Regions from separate parts of the Mus musculus genome. Here region 2 is linked to region 1. A link is a contact called in public HiChIP or PLAC-seq data. All regions are on one chromosome and are shown on one strand. The core of a region is the stretch at or near the end of the contact, and the rest is flanking DNA. Distances in the headings are between cores, read along the strand shown. Region 1 holds the start of AU041133 (expressed sequence AU041133). Region 2 holds the start of 1190007I07Rik (RIKEN cDNA 1190007I07 gene).

Evidence for each region. HiChIP or PLAC-seq counts read pairs in DNA pulled down with a chosen protein or histone mark.
Region 2: a contact with region 1 is called in an H3K27ac HiChIP or PLAC-seq map of embryonic stem cells, with 2.6 times the contacts expected there. The contact joins the promoter of 1190007I07Rik here to the promoter of AU041133 in region 1. A contact is called at or near these places in 1 of 484 Hi-C or Micro-C datasets (uterus), 3 of 115 datasets of contacts at active chromatin or transcription factors (effector CD8 T cells and embryonic stem cells) and 2 of 9 other capture datasets (liver and pancreatic islet).

The regions. Positions count from the first base shown.
Region 1 is chr10:82,126,708-82,129,955 of GRCm38.p6, reverse strand. AU041133 (expressed sequence AU041133) reads right to left here and starts at 1,943. Exons shown (of 4, transcript NM_001163064.1): 1 at 1,858-1,943. The coding sequence starts at 1,860.
Region 2 is chr10:82,621,700-82,625,047 of GRCm38.p6, reverse strand. 1190007I07Rik (RIKEN cDNA 1190007I07 gene) reads left to right here and starts at 1,820. Exons shown (of 3, transcript NM_001135567.1): 1 at 1,820-2,083; 2 at 2,224-2,340. The coding sequence starts at 2,233.

The sequences.
Region 1 (3,248 bases), core at 694-3,193:
TGTTAGAAACCTTTAATCCAAGAAATGAGGAGGTTGACTCAGAAAGGCAGCAAGGCCTTAGAAGACAACCTGAGTCAACACAAGAGAGCTTGTTGTAAAGGATGTTTACAAAAAGCCTGAAGGTGAAGCTGTTCTGGAATTAATGGGCCTTCCCAATGAGAAATCACACCACACACATCGAGATTAGTGAATAAAAAATCTCTTTATAATGCCAAGTCTCAAGCTCCAGTGAACAGATTTTGCAAACTTCTATAACTACACACTGCAGACTTATACATCCCACATATGCTGTCAACCTCTAGTCGTTCAAATAAGAATGGTGCCCACTAGCCAGGCGTGGTGGCCCATGTCTTTAATCCCAGCACTCGGGAGGCAGAGGCAGTCGAATTTCTGAATTCGAGGCCAGCCTAGTCTACAGAGTTCCAGGACAGCCAGGCTACACAGAGAAACCCTGTCTCAAAAAAACAAAAAAACAAAAAACAAAAGAAAGAAAAGAATGGTGCCCACAGGCTCATGGGTTTCAATGCTTGGTCATTAGAACGAGGTGTTACTTGACAAGGCGAGGACTTTTTTTGCTTTGGAGTTTGCGTGGCCTTCTTGGAAGAAGTGTGTGTCACTGGGGCTGGGCTTTGGAGTTTCAAATGCTTGGGCTAGGCTCACAGTCTCTCCTCCTTCCTGCTGATCTGGATTTAGAACTCTCAGCTACTTCTCCAGCACCATGTCTGACAATGTCCCACCATACTCCCCACCATGACCAAACCTCTAAAACTATAAGCAAGCCCTAATTAAATGGTTTCCGTCAATAAGAGATGCTGTGGTCATGGCATCCCTTCACAGAAACAGAACTTTGACTAAGGCACTGCTCCGATCTAATGGCTTCCTAGGACTGCTTTCTTATGCATCCCAAGACCACCTGCCCACGGCAGCACCAAACACAGTGGGATGGGAACTATTGCATCAATCATTAATCAGAAGAATACCTATCCATTGCTTGTTCCAAGCTCACCAAATTTGACCAGTATACCTACTGAGTCTTCTCCTAACACCCAAAGACAGATTCTAAAGCAAACCTAAATTCTCTTAACCCTCAGATTTCATCTTGTGCATAGGCATACACACATGTAAATTTCTGAAAATCTGTCAAGTTTAAGACTGGCGAGATGGCTCAGCACTTAAAACCACTTATAAAAAAGCCGATGACAAAAGGTCATCATGAATGAAAACATGAGCACACAAGACTGAATAAACAGCACAGTGACACCGTCTGACTTCTAAATTACCCTACACCTGCAATAAAGACTGTGCTGTTTGAGACAAACAGAACATGAGAGAACAAGCACACTTAGGGCAAAAACACAATTAATATTCGGTCGATTTTGACAACTTATGCAGGGAAACACAGTGAGTCTGGCCTTACTAACACACGTGATTGGTCCACCGTGGCATCTACATGCGAATGTGTTAATGACACAGACTTTACACTGCGCAGAGTTAACTGAGATGGATGCTACACCCGAATGTCAAGTGCCAGGTTCAGAACTTCTGGAAGACTAGGGAAACTAGAGGTCTGCCAGCCAGCCACTGCCTCCCTTGACAATGACAGCGCGCATGCGCGAGCTCTGCAGCCAGCCCAGAATGGTTTATAAGCCCAGCTCCCGCTTCCCATGCGGTGCGCAGGCGCAGCCAGGAGACCTAAGTCAATGAGAGGTCCCGCTTCCACCTGCGGGACCACAACTCGGGAACAAACGGAATGACACCGACGCCGCGTCTCGCCGCCAGTTCCCGCACCCCGAGTCAACCCCACACGGGCTCCCGCGGATCTGCTCCTCCCCGCGTGGGGACGGCGGCCCCGCTCACCATGGCGCGGATTCGGACCTCGCCCCACTCTCCTCACAGCTGCGGGAAGCAGGGTCACTGCGCCCAACATGGATGGAGGAGTCTTCCTCTGCCACACACCGGAAGTGCCCGCCTCCATTCCGATTGGTGTTCCGCCTCGAGGCCCTGATTAGCTGGTGAGGCCTGAGTGACAGGAGCAGATCCCTTAGCGACTGAGGCTGTGAAGGGACGCAGCACAGTCATTCTCAGCCCTATCCTCCACCCCAGGCACAGAACAGATTGGCCTTACACCTGGACTGCAAAGTCGTCCCTGCACCTAGTGGGAACTTCTCCTTCATATAGGTCTCTAGCATATGCAGATCATTAAACAAGGTGTAGTGGATTGATCCCCCTGCCTCACAACTGAAAGAAAGCCCATTTCCATTCAGGTCAGATTTAAACTACCGGATGGATATTTACCAGGTATCAGCAATTTCAACAAGGCACACCATGGATTGCAAACACCTCTCTCAACTGCACGTCGTTGAACAAACATAACAGTGCCCCAGCCTTCTGCGGTGGCACTGCCTTATCATGCAACCTTGTGATGTAGAGGCAGGGCATCAGTAGTTTAAAACAGCCTGGTCTATGGCACAATACACCACCAATTCTGGTCCAGGGAGGTATCAGTATAAGATGATGATGGCTCATGCCAAACAAGTTTATTAAGAAGTGCATGTATGATACACTGTTTGCAGAGGGAGAATCAGTCAGCAGAAACCAATTCAGCAATGCTGACAAGAAAAATACAGGATGCCTCAGATTGAGCACAGGTGGCCTTGGAGCTTATAACCACGGCCCCTCAGGCCAAAGAGCCAGGTTCCCTTGACTCCTTCAAGACCTCCTGAAGCACCAAAACAGACCTTGCCAAGTTGACCTTTGGCAAGAACATAAAACTAGCACCTCTAAGAAAGTCTTGGATGGCAGGAGACGGGTGTTAAATCATTCTTAAAGTTGTTTTCTATGTGGGCATATTAGAAGTAAGTTCAGGGTGGCCAAGGAAGAGACCAGCATTGCCATTTTAGTGTCTGGAAAAAGAAAACGTTACTCTTCATCTAGAAGCTATGTTCCTGCCCTAAGCAGAGGCTTTGTTGGTTTTTATTCTAAAGAGGTGGTGGCTGTATCATTTCCCCTTTGGCTTGAGTCTCACCTCAGTCTTATTCATTTGGATAGTCTAGAAAGAATTGCTGCAACGGATATGGAGAAGTAAGAGAAAAGACGTGCTGCTCCAGAGACAAGTGGATCTTTGAGGAAACTAAGGTTTTACCGGGATAGGGAAATTAAAAATATTTGAATTTCTTAATCCAAAAACAAGATTAATAGTACTTGATGGAAAATACTCATATTTGATTTGTTAAACATATATCCTTTTG
Region 2 (3,348 bases), core at 571-3,070, 500 kb before region 1:
GAACATCTAAGACCTCAAAGCCCAGTGAGACACCTCCTCCAGTAAGGCCACATATACTCCAATAGGCCACACCTTCTAATCATGCCACTCTCCATGGGTCAAGCATTCAAACCCTTGAGTCTGTGGGGGCCATGCCTATTCAAACCACCACCACAGTCTCTTTATGTACTCCTGGCTGTTCAGGAATTTTATTATATGTAGACCAGACTGTCGTCCAACTTACTGAGATCTCCCTGCCTCTGCTACCCTAGAACTGGAATTAAAGGTGTGTGCCACCATGCTCAGCCTTTTTGAATTTTTTTTTTTAATTTTGAATTACATGCATGAGGGGATGTGTGGGTCCAGGCATGTGAGCACAGGTGCTCATGGGATCCAGAAGTTTGGAGCTAGAAATGGCTGTGAGTTTCCTGAGTGTTGCCAGTGTCCTTCTAGTCCTCTGCAAAAGCCCTACCCACTCTTAAAAGTTGAGCCATTTCTCATACCTATTTAAACCACCATGTTTAATTTACATGTTTAGTTCTGAGACAGGTACCTGGAAGTCGCCAATTGGGCTAAGCTCTAGTGAAGCAGAGACAAGCCGATCTCTTGGGTTCACTGGGCAGCTAACCTATCCTATTTTGGGAGCTCCAGGTCAATGAGACACCCAGTTTGGAAGAGGAATAAAAGGAAAAAGAGAGGAAAGGACAGTGCCTGAGATTCAATGCTCCTGAAGTTGTCCTTTGACCTCTAAATCGCATATGTGCCCACACATGAACAGTCACAGAAAACTTGGGCATAATGTTGATTGCCTTAGTTGTGGGTATAGTCTTCCAGATGTATACTTTCTGTGAGATTATTATATGTCAAACTTAATACCATTTAGTTAAAACTAATTTTTTTTATTATCATGAAGTTAAAAAAAAGCATGTGTGTGTGCCTGTGTGTGTGTAAGAAAAGAATTTACAGAGCTATCTCTGCTTCCATCATGTGGGGCTGGGGGAGCAAAATTGTGTAGTCAGGTTTAATGACAAATGCCCTCCACCCCCAATCCTGAGCAATTTTGTGCCCAGAGTTAAAAAAAAAAGTTATCACGATTCCTGTTACACAATGCTACCTTAATGCTTCAAAATTCTTGCAGTTTACTTAACAAAAATGAACCCACAATCAAAGCATGAACCCACAATCAAAAACACTCTCAGATTAAGTAAGGTGATTGGAGGTCTCTTTTCCAGTAAAACCATGACCCAAAGGTACTGTACCTGGGTGTGGCTCTGTGTAAAGTTTCAAAGAACCGCAGGAACCAGGAGAATAAAGCTTTGAGCTGCTCTCTCTAGAGCAGTGGTTCTCAACCTTCCTAATGCTTCCACCCTGCAACACCCTCAGGATTTTTTATTTAATACCCTTAGGCTGTGGTGAGCCTCAACAATACAATTTACTTTGTTGCTATTTTATAACAGTGATTTTGCTGTGACTTGTAAATATCTGATATACAGGAGATGTGATAGACGACTCCCAGAAAGCGGTCAGTGAGTCCTTCCAAAGGTGTCCGATTTGCAGGTTAAGAAGAGGAGCTGTAGTGTGACCTGCCCTTTGCCCTTGCAAGTGCTGTGCTGCGAAACCCCGCCTCTTCCTAACCACGTGGGACACGTGCAGTTTCCTTTGTGCGAAAGATCAAAGGATGCTGTAAACATCACAGTTGCCAGGAATGGCAAACGCAGGATTGGGACAGTGACCAACCAGGAGCTAGGATTCCAGGCTGGCTAAGGGGTGGAAACGGTCAATTCCCCCCCCCCCCCCCCGCCCAATTCCAGCCCCAAGTCCGTCAGAAACAATCGAGTGCGCCTGCGCGAGTATTGCCTCCGCTTTCCGCTCCGTCGCTGCGTCGGACCCTGTACTTTGGTTCCTGCCCGCTGGAGGTCCGTCCTGGTTCTAAAGCGACCCTGTGACCTGTCTCCCTGCGCGCGTGCACTCCGCGGTACAGTCTCGTGCGCGCATAGTCGTGGGAAGGAACGAGGGGCTCCAGCGTCTCCCTGAGTGGCTGAGGGAGCGAGGAACCGCCGAGCCCTCCTTCCCCTGCTCGGCGGGCGCAGGCTGCAGCTAGCAGGTGCCCCGCTCGCTGGTCGCGGGGGAGGAAGTTGCGGGGGCACCCGAGGTGGTGTTGCGACTCAGCCACCCAGGGTCAGCGGTCAGGCCATCTGAAGGCTACCCAGCCCTCTAACGCTGTGCCCTTTCCGTCCCCGCCAGCTCTCCACCATGCCCGGGGGCGTACCCTGGTCCGCCTACTTGAAAATGCTTTCCTCCAGCCTCCTGGCCATGTGCGCCGGGGCCCAGGTGGTGCATTGGTACTATCGGCCTGACCTGGTGAGTGCTGTAGGGCGCGTGCCCATCCTCGGGGTGAGACCCTCGCGTTCAGTCCACTTTGCTCAGTCCCTCTTGACTTTTAGATTGTCCCCAGTGTTTGGATACCTAGCTCGCTCTTAACACTCAAGAGTGTGTCTAATAGTTGTGGTGAGCCAGCCTGGTCTACAGAGCGAGTTCCAGGGCATCCGGGGCTACACAGAGAAACTGTATCGCGGGAGTGGGATATCTATATCTATATCTAAATCTATATCTATCTATATGCTTATAGATAGATATATGCATATCTTAGTGAAACAGAAAGTGTCACGAACTTTCAATGGAAATGCAGTTTTGTGTCTCGTTTCTGCAGGAGTAGTTGCCTGCCGCACTTTACCGAGGAAATAATGCCTAGAATTTGATCCTGTGAGGTTGACTTGATTCATCTCATTACTATTGGAGATGTGCAAGGGTTGTTACCAGCAGCTACCTGTAGTTGGGGAGAAAGCAAAACAAAACCAGTCTCTAAAATGAGCGGTACTAAGGGTCCTAGGCCACCTCAGACTGGTTAGTAGAGAATCTTTACTGATAGGCGTAGAGGCCAAGGTGGCTGGCTGCTATAGGATGCTGAATGCTTTCCTATTATTTAAGGGATTTATGTCCATTACCTACCTTGTCTTTTGCAATTATTCCAGCCACCACTGTTATAACTGAAAGGTTTGGGGAGAGAGCAGAGGAAAGGAGACCGTGGTGGCTGCCCAAAGTTGGCACTCAGTGCTGCCTTAGGGAGAACAGCTAAGATGCTTTGTTTTAGGTGTCCAGCATAACTCACTCATTAGGACAGCAAAAGAGACAACTGTATTCTCATAGTTCTTTAGGCTGAACCCCAGGTCTCATCCTAATTCATCTCTTATTGTGTGCCTCAGCAAATGCCACTGGGTAAATATGGACAATACATCCACATCTGTCCACATCGATCACCACACTGCCTACCCTAGCCAAGCCACCGTCAGTTTCTCTCTTCAGTTAAGA